3 separate regions of the Hordeum vulgare genome follow, and regions 1 and 3 are each linked to region 2. Evidence: chromatin contacts called from public Hi-C data. All regions are on one chromosome and are shown on one strand. The core of a region is the stretch at or near the end of the contact, and the rest is flanking DNA. Distances in the headings are between cores, read along the strand shown.

Evidence for each region. Hi-C and Micro-C count contacts between places; a contact is called where the count stands out from the background.
Region 1: a contact with region 2 is called in a Hi-C map of leaf, with 6 times the contacts expected there. The contact joins the promoter of LOC123447695 here to the promoter of LOC123447693 in region 2. A contact is called at or near these places in 3 of 6 Hi-C or Micro-C datasets (leaf and seedling) and 1 of 1 datasets of contacts at active chromatin or transcription factors (embryo).
Region 3: a contact with region 2 is called in a Hi-C map of leaf, with 3 times the contacts expected there. The contact joins the promoter of LOC123447690 here to the promoter of LOC123447693 in region 2. A contact is called at or near these places in 2 of 6 Hi-C or Micro-C datasets (leaf and seedling).

The regions. Positions count from the first base shown.
Region 1 is chr4H:29,304,093-29,308,015 of MorexV3_pseudomolecules_assembly, reverse strand. It overlaps LOC123447695 (E3 ubiquitin-protein ligase SRFP1-like), which reads right to left and starts at 2,314. Exons shown (of 11, transcript XM_045124327.1): 1 at 1,944-2,314; 2 at 1,746-1,833; 3 at 1,590-1,624; 4 at 1,427-1,459; 5 at 1,253-1,330; 6 at 1,087-1,130; 7 at 932-972; 8 at 681-855; 9 at 495-564; 10 at 336-365; 11 at 1-50. The coding sequence starts at 1,794.
Region 2 is chr4H:29,015,578-29,019,602 of MorexV3_pseudomolecules_assembly, reverse strand. LOC123447693 (WD repeat-containing protein PCN-like) reads right to left here and starts at 1,473. Exons shown (of 11, transcript XM_045124324.1): 1 at 1,040-1,473; 2 at 799-930; 3 at 117-438; 4 at 1-38. The coding sequence starts at 1,213.
Region 3 is chr4H:28,522,023-28,526,114 of MorexV3_pseudomolecules_assembly, reverse strand. LOC123447690 (GATA transcription factor 19-like) reads left to right here and starts at 2,733. Exons shown (of 8, transcript XM_045124319.1): 1 at 2,733-2,969. The coding sequence starts at 2,805.

The DNA of each region.
Region 1 (3,923 bases), core at 1,065-3,564, 290 kb before region 2:
CCCGGATACACTCTGGTCGTGTCCCAGCAGTCGTTGCACACGATCCATCCCTGCACCGACCCACAAACACATGCCAGGAGTAATGGCATCAGAAAACCATCACATTTATATAACTGGCTATTCTACTTCCAAAATATTGGTAGATGAGCCTGGGTCATTTGGAGCCTTTTTCTTAAAAGGGAAATCAAAAGTATATTTTTAAAGTTTCAAAAATCATGTACTCTTTTCCACAAGTGTGACAAGTGCACATGCACTCTTATTATGTTCCTATAAAATTTCGTAGTGAAATGCTATGTTTGTTTGAGGGCTACAAAGATATGTGAGCTGCCACTGACCTTTCCCATGTGTAAGAAGCTCGCCTCAATCTGAAAAAAGAAGATACCAAAAAGAAAATCTCATGCCAGGGCCAAGAACGTGAAGGGAAAATTCACATGAAAAGGAATCAGAGATGAAAACCATGCTGATGCTGTGGATCTTACTGAGAAAATACCTACCTCGGCATCCAAGGCCCTCAAGAATTTCTCCATGTCAAAGATGGACACGGAGCACATGGGGCAAGTGAACCTGCAAGTGCGTTCAAAAACAGCGTCGTCATCTATCTATCTTATCCAAGCAAGAAGAAGACCAAGATCACACGAAAGGGATGGGAGGCCGGTGGGTAGGCATGGGCGATGGATTACTTGTCGTGCTTGAGCATCTCGTGGAAGCAGTGCAGGTGCATGGTGTGGCCGCACCTCAGCACTGACGCCTCCCTCAGGGAGTCGAACAGGTACTCGTAGCAGATCGGGCAGTTGTTCTTCATCGCGTCCTCGATGCACACATGCTTGTCCCTGAGGGTCACCGAGTAGCACGATCCTGCGGCAGATCAGATGGCGGATTGAGGTTCGGGGTGATTCGGAGTGTGTCGTGGAAGGATCGCCGGAATGCTTACCGCACTTGTGGCAGTGGAAGAAGTTGTCCTTGCCTCCAACCCTGTTGATCATGGTTTCAGTCAGCTCGGCAGCTTGAACTTTCATGCGGGGCGATATGTCAAAGTAGAAGAACCGAAAGTGGAAGTGAGAGTGAGCATAGGATGGGGGTGCCTACCTGCAGATGCCGCAGTCTTTGCAGTGGTATTGCTCCTTGTCGACCTGCACAGCAGCAGCAGCAGCAAGATCCCATCAGCAACAACCCAATCAATCACCACCGAATCCAAATCCAAATCCAAATCCAGCACAGGGACAGGGGCAGGGACAGGGATCTCAATTCTCACGTCGTCGTCGAAGAATTTGCACGCCCGGCAGAAGTAGTCCCCCATGCACACGCCGCAGTTGCTGCACACTTGCGCCACCTGATGATCACCCACCAATCAATCTGTTAGTGTTATACCGAAACTCTGAAGCTATCAGCAGCACAAGAAACTGGGGGAATCGCCTCAGATGCTGACCGGCTGCTCGGTGTCACAGACGAGACATATGACCTACGAGGAAAGGAAAATTAAGTTTGAAGGTGAAGTCAAGAAACAAGATGTCCGGGGCACTGGGAACGCAATATAATGGCGTATGAGAAATGGAGATTGAAGAGGAGGAAGCAGTGAGGGAAGCGCGCACCGATTGGACTGCATGGCGGTCGAGCTCGTGCCCGTCTTTCTAAGCCCGGTCCAGGAAGAAGAAGGAGAAGAAGATGCAGATGAAAAAGCGGAAAGAAATGTGAGGAGCGCCAACCAAACCAGAGCAGAGAGAAGGGATGCGGAGCGGAGCAGAGACCGTGGAGTCGTTGTGGCAATGGCGGCAGTGGAAGACGTCGTTGCAGCATGGCGCCCGGATCCTGCACCGCCTCCTGTAGTGCTTGCACCTGCGACCACACACCACACGACCAAGAAGCAGTCTCCCTGTCAGCTACTGCTCCAGCCAAGGATGGTAGTAGTTGGTTAGTACACAAGCAGAGAGGAGAGGCCGACGGACCCGAAGCCCATCTTGGCGAACCCGTGTCGGGCGGCGTCGAGCTCCATGTCCATTGGCGAGACCGCTGTTCTTGTCCCGGCTCGACGGAGGCGGCGGCGGCGGCGGCTTCGGATCTGGCTTCGGCTCTGCTTCTGCTTCTGCCGCTGTCGTTGGCCGTTGCCGCGCTCGCTCGCTCGCTAGGAGGAGGGTGGGGAGAGAATTTTTATACTGTCACTGCTGTCTACTGTGCCTACCACAGTACCCCTACTTCGGTGGTGGTGGTGAAAGAAACTGGTGATGCAGTGTGACTTCTCAACTTTCCTCTCTTCTTCCTCTGCTTCTACAGCTGTAACATGACTTGTTTTGAGAGCTGAGAGGATCTGGATAGATAGGTACACAGACCTACTGCCATTTCTTTAACTTATCAAGAACTCAAGATCCAGGAGGAGAGCCTTTGCGCTTCTTTCTCTCTTCCCCCTATTTTAATATCTACTAAAAAACATACCGAGTAATTATAGGAGGTGGTGGTGGCGTGCGGGCGGGCCAAAGATGGAAGCTCCGAAAGCACTCGAGATGACGATTCTTTACTCCTCCGGCGGGTCACTGCATTCTAACTCCACAGCGTACGCGTCAGCCCCTCTGCTGATTGACCTCTTGCCAAATCATCTGAAATATATCTCGTCAGTTTGACGCCGGGGGCAGAAGCAGATCCCCAAGCACAAATGCATGGTTGGTCTGTTGATCGGTCCTGTCAACTGTCAGGTCCGACCTGACGCCCCTTATTTGGTGTTTCTTTGCCAGGATCAGGACGGCGCAGCTCCTGTATGGCAGTAAAGTATTCGTTCGTGTGGATCATGAAGCCGAGGGTTTTCGTATCCGTTCATTTCGCCGCAGATCGCTCTGTGGTTTCTTTGGTCGATCGGATCGCGTACGGGTGCTAGTAATTTGTTGAATTGATGACGCCTGGATGTGTAACCGTGGTGGTGGCGCGCACGCACGGGTCGACCGGGGATCTCGTGACTGACTGACATCACGTGGGATGGCGTGGCGGCTTGGAATCGTCGTCCACTGCAAGTTGCACGCCGCACCGGCCATGGACAGGCGCGACGAGCTCCGCTCTGGAACCGAGACCGGTTCGTGGTTTCCGCGCGCTGGGTTTCCCAAATAATTAAAGGGCACACTAATCCGCCTTTTGTTCATTTGGATTGGTCCGACCCACACCAATGTTTGTTTTTTCATCTGTGTCGGCGCATGCGTCAAACACTGATCTGATTCGTTTTATAATGACATGTAAAAAATTACAAACATTTTTGAAAAAAACATTAATTAAACATTAAAGCCGGCCATGAAGACCGACGAGAGTCCACGCGTCTTCATTATATTATAATTGAACATAAAAAAAACTAAACTACGCGTTACCCTAGACGTCCTCGGCGTCGGCGTCGGGGCCAGTGAGGTTGGGCTATGCCGGCGCGGGCATTGCTGGTGGCGCCGGTGACACAGCACGTGCGCGCTCCTCCGCCATGCGCAGCGTCCTCCTATGCTGGCAGTAGGCGACCTCCTCCTGACGCAACGCGCGGGGATAGACGACGAGGGGCTTGCCGTTGTTTTGGGCGAAGCCGGTCGTGGCTGCTGGCTAGGGTTTGGTCGCCGACGAGGGAGCAGAGAGGAGGCGAGATGGGGACGGGGGTGTGGAAGCAGATGAGGCCGAACCCCTCCGCATGCTCGGATTAAAAAAGACCGACCACGATCGCTGACGCATGGGTTCGTGGATGGTGGTCGTCATTAATTAGGTTGACCGCGGATAGTTGAACGACCGACGGGTGTGGATGGAACGGACAACGAAAGGGCGCGCGTCCGTTTTGCGTCCGCACCGACCCATTTCAGTCCCAAATTTGGGCTGAAAATGGGTCGACGCGGACGCAGAACAGACACGTTTTGGCAATGGGTCCGCATGTTAGCCATCACATTTGTCCGCACGGATCCAAACGAACGGAGACG
Region 2 (4,025 bases), core at 224-2,723:
TTTGGCATTATTACTCCATGTCACACTCAAAACTCGTCCTGCAAGTAAGCACATAAATAACCATCGTAGTTGAAATCACTGCCAAAATAGGGAGATGAAAGATATACAGGACATACCGCTCACTCTTGGAAGAGATCTATAGTAGGTCAGTGGGCCAGATTCAGGCACATTATACAGGCGTACAGAACCATCGTCACATGCCAGAGCCAAACGCGGAAACTCATTCGCACGATACGAAGAGCTTGTCTTTGCAGAATCATCTTCATCATCAGAGCTCTGACCATCATCAACATAACTTAATTCAGAGTCGGTAGATCCGTTATGATTTGCATGGCCATTGGCAGTGCATCCTGAGCTTTTATTTCCAGAAATCAATTGATCATATGCAGGCTCCATGGCCATCTGCCAGACCGGTACCCCAATAGTATCTAGGACAGTCTACAAAAGACAATAATAAAACCATCATGATTACATCCACAAACTTACAATGACTAATAGGATAGCAAAGCCATAAATATACAAGTACATTCAAATAAAAACAGATGTAACCATCCAATGGAACTTATGTCAGATACACTCCTACCACGTTGCATTTTCTGCACCCAAGATGGTAAGAGGACCAGGCATTGTACAACCCAATCACACGCTTCCGGGCGGTATGCACAAACCTCGAACTTCATGCCATTGCTACACACTGCCAGCAAGTTGGAAACCTATACCTATTCCCCTATGCTTGTGAAATGACGAGTGCGTTTGAACTGGAAGTGAAATGTAGCACAAGCACGCAAAGCGCGGCACCTTTTGCTGCAGGTGGAAGAGATCCCATTCCGCCACCGACCCATCAACGCTGGAAGAGAGCAGGCGGCCCCCTGCGCCATTTGGCACCCACACAAGCGACGTGACCCTCGACTCGGCGCCTCCCTGTACAGTCTGCGGCCACAGAAACCCAAAATCAGGTCACGGCGAAATCCCGGGGGGGTTGGTCGCAGAAACCTCGGCGCGGCGAGGAGGAGGGTGAGGGTGCGGCGGGGGAGCGTACGAGCTGGTTGTGCCACCCGGCCGAGCCGGGGGAGACGAGCCATAGCTCGAGGGAGCCGTCCTCTCGCGCGGCGGCGACCTGGGAGGCGCAGGGGGAGGTGGCGAGCGCGACGATGGGGGAGGGCGTCCAGGCGACCGCGCCGCCGCCGCAGCGGTGGATGCGGAGCTTCTCCATGCGCGCGTCGGTGGCGGCGATGGCCGCGCGTCGGTGGCGGCGATGGCCGCGCGCCGGCTGGCTGGCTGCTCCGGCGATCCGCGGGTCCTGGAAGGTTCCGGGGCGGGGGCTCGGGGGCGGCCGCGATGGGGGGCGCGCGCGGCGGGATTGGGGGGGGCGAGGGGTGTGATGATGCTCAGAGAGAGAGGCGGCTCGCCGCTCGTTAGGGTTTTGCGGCGCGAGGAGGTCAAGTAGGGTTGGCCGGGACGCAAAGCGTGAGGGCCACGAGAGGTGAGGCTAGCGCGAGCTGGGCCTTCTTAAGCGGCGGGCATGGGTCTGCTGGGCTTGAGGAGATGTCGATGAGGTGGTGCTTCTGGGCTGTAAACCTTTCGAGCATAAACCGCGTCTTGCCTGAACCAATCCAAGTTGATGTTTTGAGTTCCCCCTTCCCCTCAAAAACATTTTTTTGATGTTTTGAGTTACTATATCCTGTGTGTGTGCACGTTTCAAAAAAAAAAGTGTATCACGTTAGTATTAGGCAAGACAGTAATCGCATTACACGTTAATACTATGAGGCAAGATATAAATTGTGTGTTAACATTTCATATGATGTAATTACTTGGCTAACGTTGACGTTGACATTAGGATGTTATTTATTAAGAGAGGGTGCTAAACGTGTCTAGTGCTAAATATGTTTTGTGCCAAACACCGAAGCGACGTAGATTATTGGTAGACACGGTTGGCTCGTGAGATATGTTGGATCTTCGTACCTCGTTATTTTTATATTGATATGGATATGTAGATAGAAAATATTTAATTCACGTTCTCAAACCATGCAAGAGTACTAAGAAAGAAGAGGGATACACGACGAAACATAAACACCCCGCCAAGTACAAAAAAACGCACACCTCCTATAAAGCTGAATATCGTGAGAAGGAAAAGATGTTTGAGGAGGGCGTCAATGTCCTGGGCTTTGAAGACCAGTTTAGGGGCTACTCATGGTTTACTGGACCAAGGGGTGCTCACCATGTCGATGAGTCAACCATGGGCTGAACAGATGACCCATCAATCTTTTAAGGAAGCACACTCGAAGCTATGGTCCTCGGCATACCTAGCATGGAAACCTTTGAAGAATTGGCATGTACTCCAAAGTCTATTTTGATGTTCAGCATGTTTATCACTAGCTTGTAACCAACCATGTGTAAAACCTAAATACCCCCAGTGCATACATAAACCGATGGCTTTAGCCTTTAGAGACACTCATACAAGTTTAGATCTTATAACACGACCTCAAGGTAGTTCATTTGCACTTTGTATCACATCCACAATCAATACAACACAAGCATGATGTAGAGTTTTACCGCTTCGAGAAGACCCGAACCTGGGTAAATCTGTGTGTCTCTACTCCCTGTTTACCATCGTTTCCGATCACCAGTTTGGGACCCTCTACCCGAGATCTGTCGATTTTAGCACCGACCCTGCTCCCACACAAACAGGTCTCCCACCAACAATTTGGAACCAAGGACCTACCCATACAGAGACTAATTGCGGGTAAAAGGGACAATATCAGATTTGCAACCTGTTCGGTATCGACATACCTGAAATCAGATGTTGCCAAAGGTACATGTGCTTGAGCGGTCTTCTTTCCCAAGCAGCTCACCACGACATCAATCCGAGAACTCCGCTTCTTAGGTCAATTATGCAAACACTGTTTTTGAGCTCGTAAGAAAGCATCCCCGATGGTGGCCAAATTAGGATTGCGATTTTTCTAGTCAAGTTCCTCTTCTGAAACTGAATCTTCTTCATCTAGATGATGCAAGGCCCCAAATCTCCATCCGGTCTTCCTCAAGCTCTCATCCACCCACCCAACTCTAATGTTGGGTTTCAAGCCCTAGCTGGTTCCAACGACAAGGCAGTGGGTCCGCCGGCTCTAGGAACGGTGGGACGCTCGTTGGCATCAATGCCACGATGCACTCCCACCGCTCCTTGCACGCTAGATACCCCGACTTTGCCTCCCCTTCACCCAGTGGATGAAGCCCACCGACGGTGAGGGTGGGAACGACGGCATCGTTGCCTTCTCTATCCTTTTGCCCTCGAAGTGGTCGCCTCGCTAAGTTAATTTGTTCGCGATCCGCTTGCACCTTAGTGGTATGTGCAAACCTCTCCCTCATGTATCTTAGAATTGGATCGATCTCCGCTCCACCTCCTCGTGCACCTCCTTCCACTCTCGCACGCATTGCGACCACGACGAAGAGTCGTCACGGATCCACTCTATCCCCTCCCACCAGCGTCGTCCTCGCATCTCCATCAACATCTCTGACGGCACCGAGTGGACCGATCTCAATTTTTCTGGAACGCCTCGTACATGAAAGGAGGGGTACCCACGGCGCCCTCGATTTTGGTTGTGCGCATGAGAAAGGGGAAGGGGTCGCATATCCGTGGCGACAAGGTGGTGACGGTTGGGAGGGGTTGCGGAGGCAGGGGTAGACTAGGGAGGTGGAGTCGCTAGGTCATGGGAGCGCATGAGTGGGAGCTCACTCATCTACACTTGCACGTATGCACACCTTCGCTTTGCTCAATAGGACTATTCAAGAATGTAAGTGGAGACTCTCGCCAGTGTAAAATTGAACTACGTAGTCATGGTATCTATTTTTTCATCCAAAAAAGGAATTCTATAAACTTATCTTAATAGAAAAACTAACTAAAACTGTTTTTTCTTTTGAAAACCTCTTAAAATTGATTTCCTAAAATATCACATATAGTTCTCTGTATCCAAATAACCACTTAACTTTTGTTGAATATGATAAAACTTTATTTAGAAAGCGGTCCAAAA
Region 3 (4,092 bases), core at 1,484-3,983, 490 kb after region 2:
TCCTCTTCTACCAATCAAATTTCTACATGAGTGTTGAGGAGACTACCTTTTGAAGTACAAGAGCAAGGAGTTCATCATAAACACAACATCTACTACCTTTTGGAGAGTGGTGTCTCCTAGATTGGTTAGGTGTCGCTTGGGAGCCTCCAAATCGTGTGGAGTTGAACAAAGAAGTTTGTAACGGCAAGGAGATCACCTACTTCATGAAGATCTACCCCGAGTGAGGATAGTCCTTCATGGATGTAAGCCATGGTGGAATAGACAAGGTTGCTTATTCACGGACCCTTCATGGACTCGTGCAGCCATTACCTTGTGTGGGTTGAAGTCTCTATCAACGTGGACGTACGATAGCACCAACTATCGGGACCACATCAAAAAAATTGTGTCTTCATTGTGTTTGATATCTACAATCCCTCATTTGCATTCACTTGCAATGTCTTTACTTTCCGTTGCACAACTCGTAGACTTGCATGTGTAGGGTGTGCTAGAATCGAATCGCTAAAACTTGCCTACCGATAAAATTGGGAAAATGGTAAGTTTTAATTTGGTCAAGTAGTCTAATCACCCCCCCCCCTCTAGACATACTTTCGATCCGCCATAATTTAATCGGAAGGGCTCATGCTTTGTCTTCACGTGTATTTTTAGTCTGCTTAGGCTTTGTGTCCTGCTTAGGAAGTCAAGTGCGGCGATGACTGTGAAGATGGAATATGGTTCTTCCCACCATGCCCTTGTTCTGGCGGCGTGTCTCGCTTCGTAGGAGGCTGTGTGGGCGTGTCTCCGATGGATCAAGCAAGATTCATTAATTTTTGTTCGTTTTCATTGGGTTTTCATGGATCCAGTCTTCGTTCGTTTGTGCTCTTGTGCCTACAAGTTGGATCCTTTCGATCTACACTTCTCTTCGTTAAAGGTGGTTGTTGTTCTGGTGTGTTGGTTCTGTTGGAACTTAGGACGATGACTTCCTGACTAGCTACTACAACAAGGTTGGCTTGGCTCCAATGAAGAAGGGTGATGACGATGACACGCCATCGGCTTGCTCAAGTGCTTGTAGTCATCGCTAAGTAGCATACAAATATGGATGTAGTTTATTATTATTATTTCTTGTGTTCTTTGTACTGTCATGGTGTGATGAATAGATCACAAGTTTTAAAAAAAATTGAATTAGATGATGGCGTCGAAACCCTCCTCACGTCACCACCATGCGTGTCAAACCAAAGAGACGTTACGGTATCTCCAACGCCGAACCTCAAACCACTCGCAACCGTTCAGATCGTGCGGTTCGAATGTGTTTTGGCATCGAACGCGGTCCCGCACCGGTCCGTGGGCCGTTCTGAACGTGTTTTTCGCTGCAAACCAGAGACAAAGTGGGGCGAGGGTTTGCGGGTGTCCAGACCGCTCACACGTCTGCGTCTAGCAACATGGCCCACTCAAAACCCTCCTCCCTCACCCGCGTGCATTCCAGCCCCTCGCCACGTGCCCGCATTCATGCTGATGTATAGCGGCTGCTTCGCATTGATGTTGGCCCAGAGCGAATGAGACCTATCACTACCGACATTGAAGCGGTGCGTCGACCGAGAGAGCGTCGCCCACTGCACCCTTGACTGAACACACCTTTCCACCACATTCAAATGGCTGGAGACTACATACCTTCCTCCATTAAACTCGCGCATATGCTCAGAAACCTACTCCGGCCAATGTTCGTTCTCTAGAGGACTGACATTAAACACATGTCGGTTGGCTCCGGGCACCCACCCGCTATTTAAACAACGCCTGACGCAGGGCAAAAATCGCACCACACATTGCTCCCCATCTCCCACTCTTTGTGACAGCCGGCGAGCAGGAAGATGAGTTCTCCCGCATAAAAGCCGTCTGGATGGTGCGTCGAGCCCGTCGGATACGAGCTAGGCAACTCTCTCCTCCACCTTGCTTTCCGCTCAAGGCCATCAATACCATGGGCGAGGCTCCAAGCGGGTGCCTCCCGCAGCAACTCGCCGCTCCAAGCCACCTCGCGGAGGAAAAGTAGAACATGGGAAGGCGTTGCCACTTGGGTCCCACGAAGGCTACCGTCGTCGCATCGCCGGCGTGCATTGTCGATGTCTTGCCTACTCGCGGACCACCGTCCCCCCTTCCAAAAAAACAGCCTTGATCCGTGCTTCACAGAAGCGAAGACCATCCTTCTCGTCCGGTTAAGCATATCCCTCTGGTGCCACTCTGATGAGCGGCGCTGGCGAATAAAGAGAAGACATAGGCTATTATTCCCCTCTCGGTGAAGCATATACCTCTAGGGCTCTCAGCATTATGAGGAATGGACTGTCGAACATGGGGAAGACATGTCATCGAAGTGAAGGGTTGCAGAGCAAATAGAGGTGGTGCTTCATTTTTGGGGGCTCATGGCCGGCCTGGGATGAGGAACGGATGTCGACGGTCATTTTAGTTGAGCTTAGAGTCTGATCAACTTGAAATATATATAAATATAACTAAATTGTTTTGATTAGATGAAAAGTAAAATACAAATAGACATATGCTGCTATCTTTAAATGACATGTTTACGCATCCACATTTATGAAATCATCCCCTCGATACCGGAAGCAATCTACGGATCAAATAGATACCCCGAGTTTAGAACCGAAAACCCAAAATATGCAGCCCTCACGCACACGCTCTCCTCGACGGGACACGCAAGCCCGTGTACATAAATCCATCACACGTGCGGGCTCCCACCCATCCCCCACACGTGCGCGCGAACCGAGAGAGCCCGGCCGCCTCTCCCGGGTCCCGGCCCATCCCAACCGTCCGATCCCCAGCCGATGGCGGCGGAGCCCGCGGCGGACGGCCACGATCCCCCGCTGGCGGATGCCTCCGGCGACGACGACGCCGCGGCGGCGGACGCGCTCCTGAGCGCGGCCTCGGAGCAGCTGACGCTGGTGTACCAGGGGGAGGTCTACGTCTTCGACCCCGTCCCGCCCCAAAAGGTCGCGCCTTCTGCACCGTTCGCTTCAATTTTTGTTCCCATCTGTTTCTTCGGACCGTGTTGACTTTGTCTGCGAGCGCGGGCTCCGAATTGCGCCCAGAAAATATAGGTTTGTTGGTAGATTTCGATCGTTCCATCGATTTCCATGTCCCCTGCAGTGGAATTGCACCGTCATGGAGACAGTTCCCTCGATTTTCAGCCTGGTAATATCTGTAGAAATATATATTTTTTAGTTCTGTTGATTGAACTTTCAGAGGAATTGGTTATGTACTATGGAGAAATTGAATACTTGAAGCAGCGGAGGGTTTGTTTGCGCCCTTGCTGAATTGAATTGCGCCAAGAATGTGTCCTCTGTGGCTGTTCTGTCGTTCGAGCTTTCAGGAAAGGGGCTAATATCTGCTTACATTCGATTACCTTTTGTTAGTAATATGTGCTGTGCTTGATTGCTAAAGTGTGCCATTTTATTAGATAGATTTCGGACGTTTTTACCTGCTTTGATGTGCTTATGAATGGTTGCTGAATAGTGGACCGTATGCTGCGAGATTTGGCCAAGCATGATTGTTTTGAATGAATTTTTAATTGACATATGGAGATTATCAAAGCTTAGTATCTTGTTCTGCTGTTGTTAGAGTACGGTTCTTGATTGTTGTCCTTTATTGTTCTCAAATTTCTCACCCTTTTCTCTTGTTCTGCTTGTGGTTATTCCTTATTGCATTTCTGTGGCCATCCATCTGTCAGTGATTTTGCAGGTGACATGGTTCAGTGTTAGAGTACGGTTCTTGATGGTTTTGGGGCACAGTTATTGCTTTGCCAAAAGATTCACTGTCTAAACGATGTTTGTATGCCATGCACTCCTATGTGGTTATACCGAATTGCACAAAAACAGAAGTCCATTTTCTATGTTCGTGTGCACCCATGTTATTTTTCCCTTTGACAAAACACAAAAAGCTTTGAGCCTTGATGCGTTGTCCGAAGGAATGGTTATGTGCAAGCCCATGGAAGGGCCAACATCCCAAAATTACAACACTACACTCATAAGTGCTAGGCACCACCGAGAGAGACGTCTCTGAACATATCATGAGTCAGTTATGATGCAGCCATATTACATTTCAAGGGTGATTGCA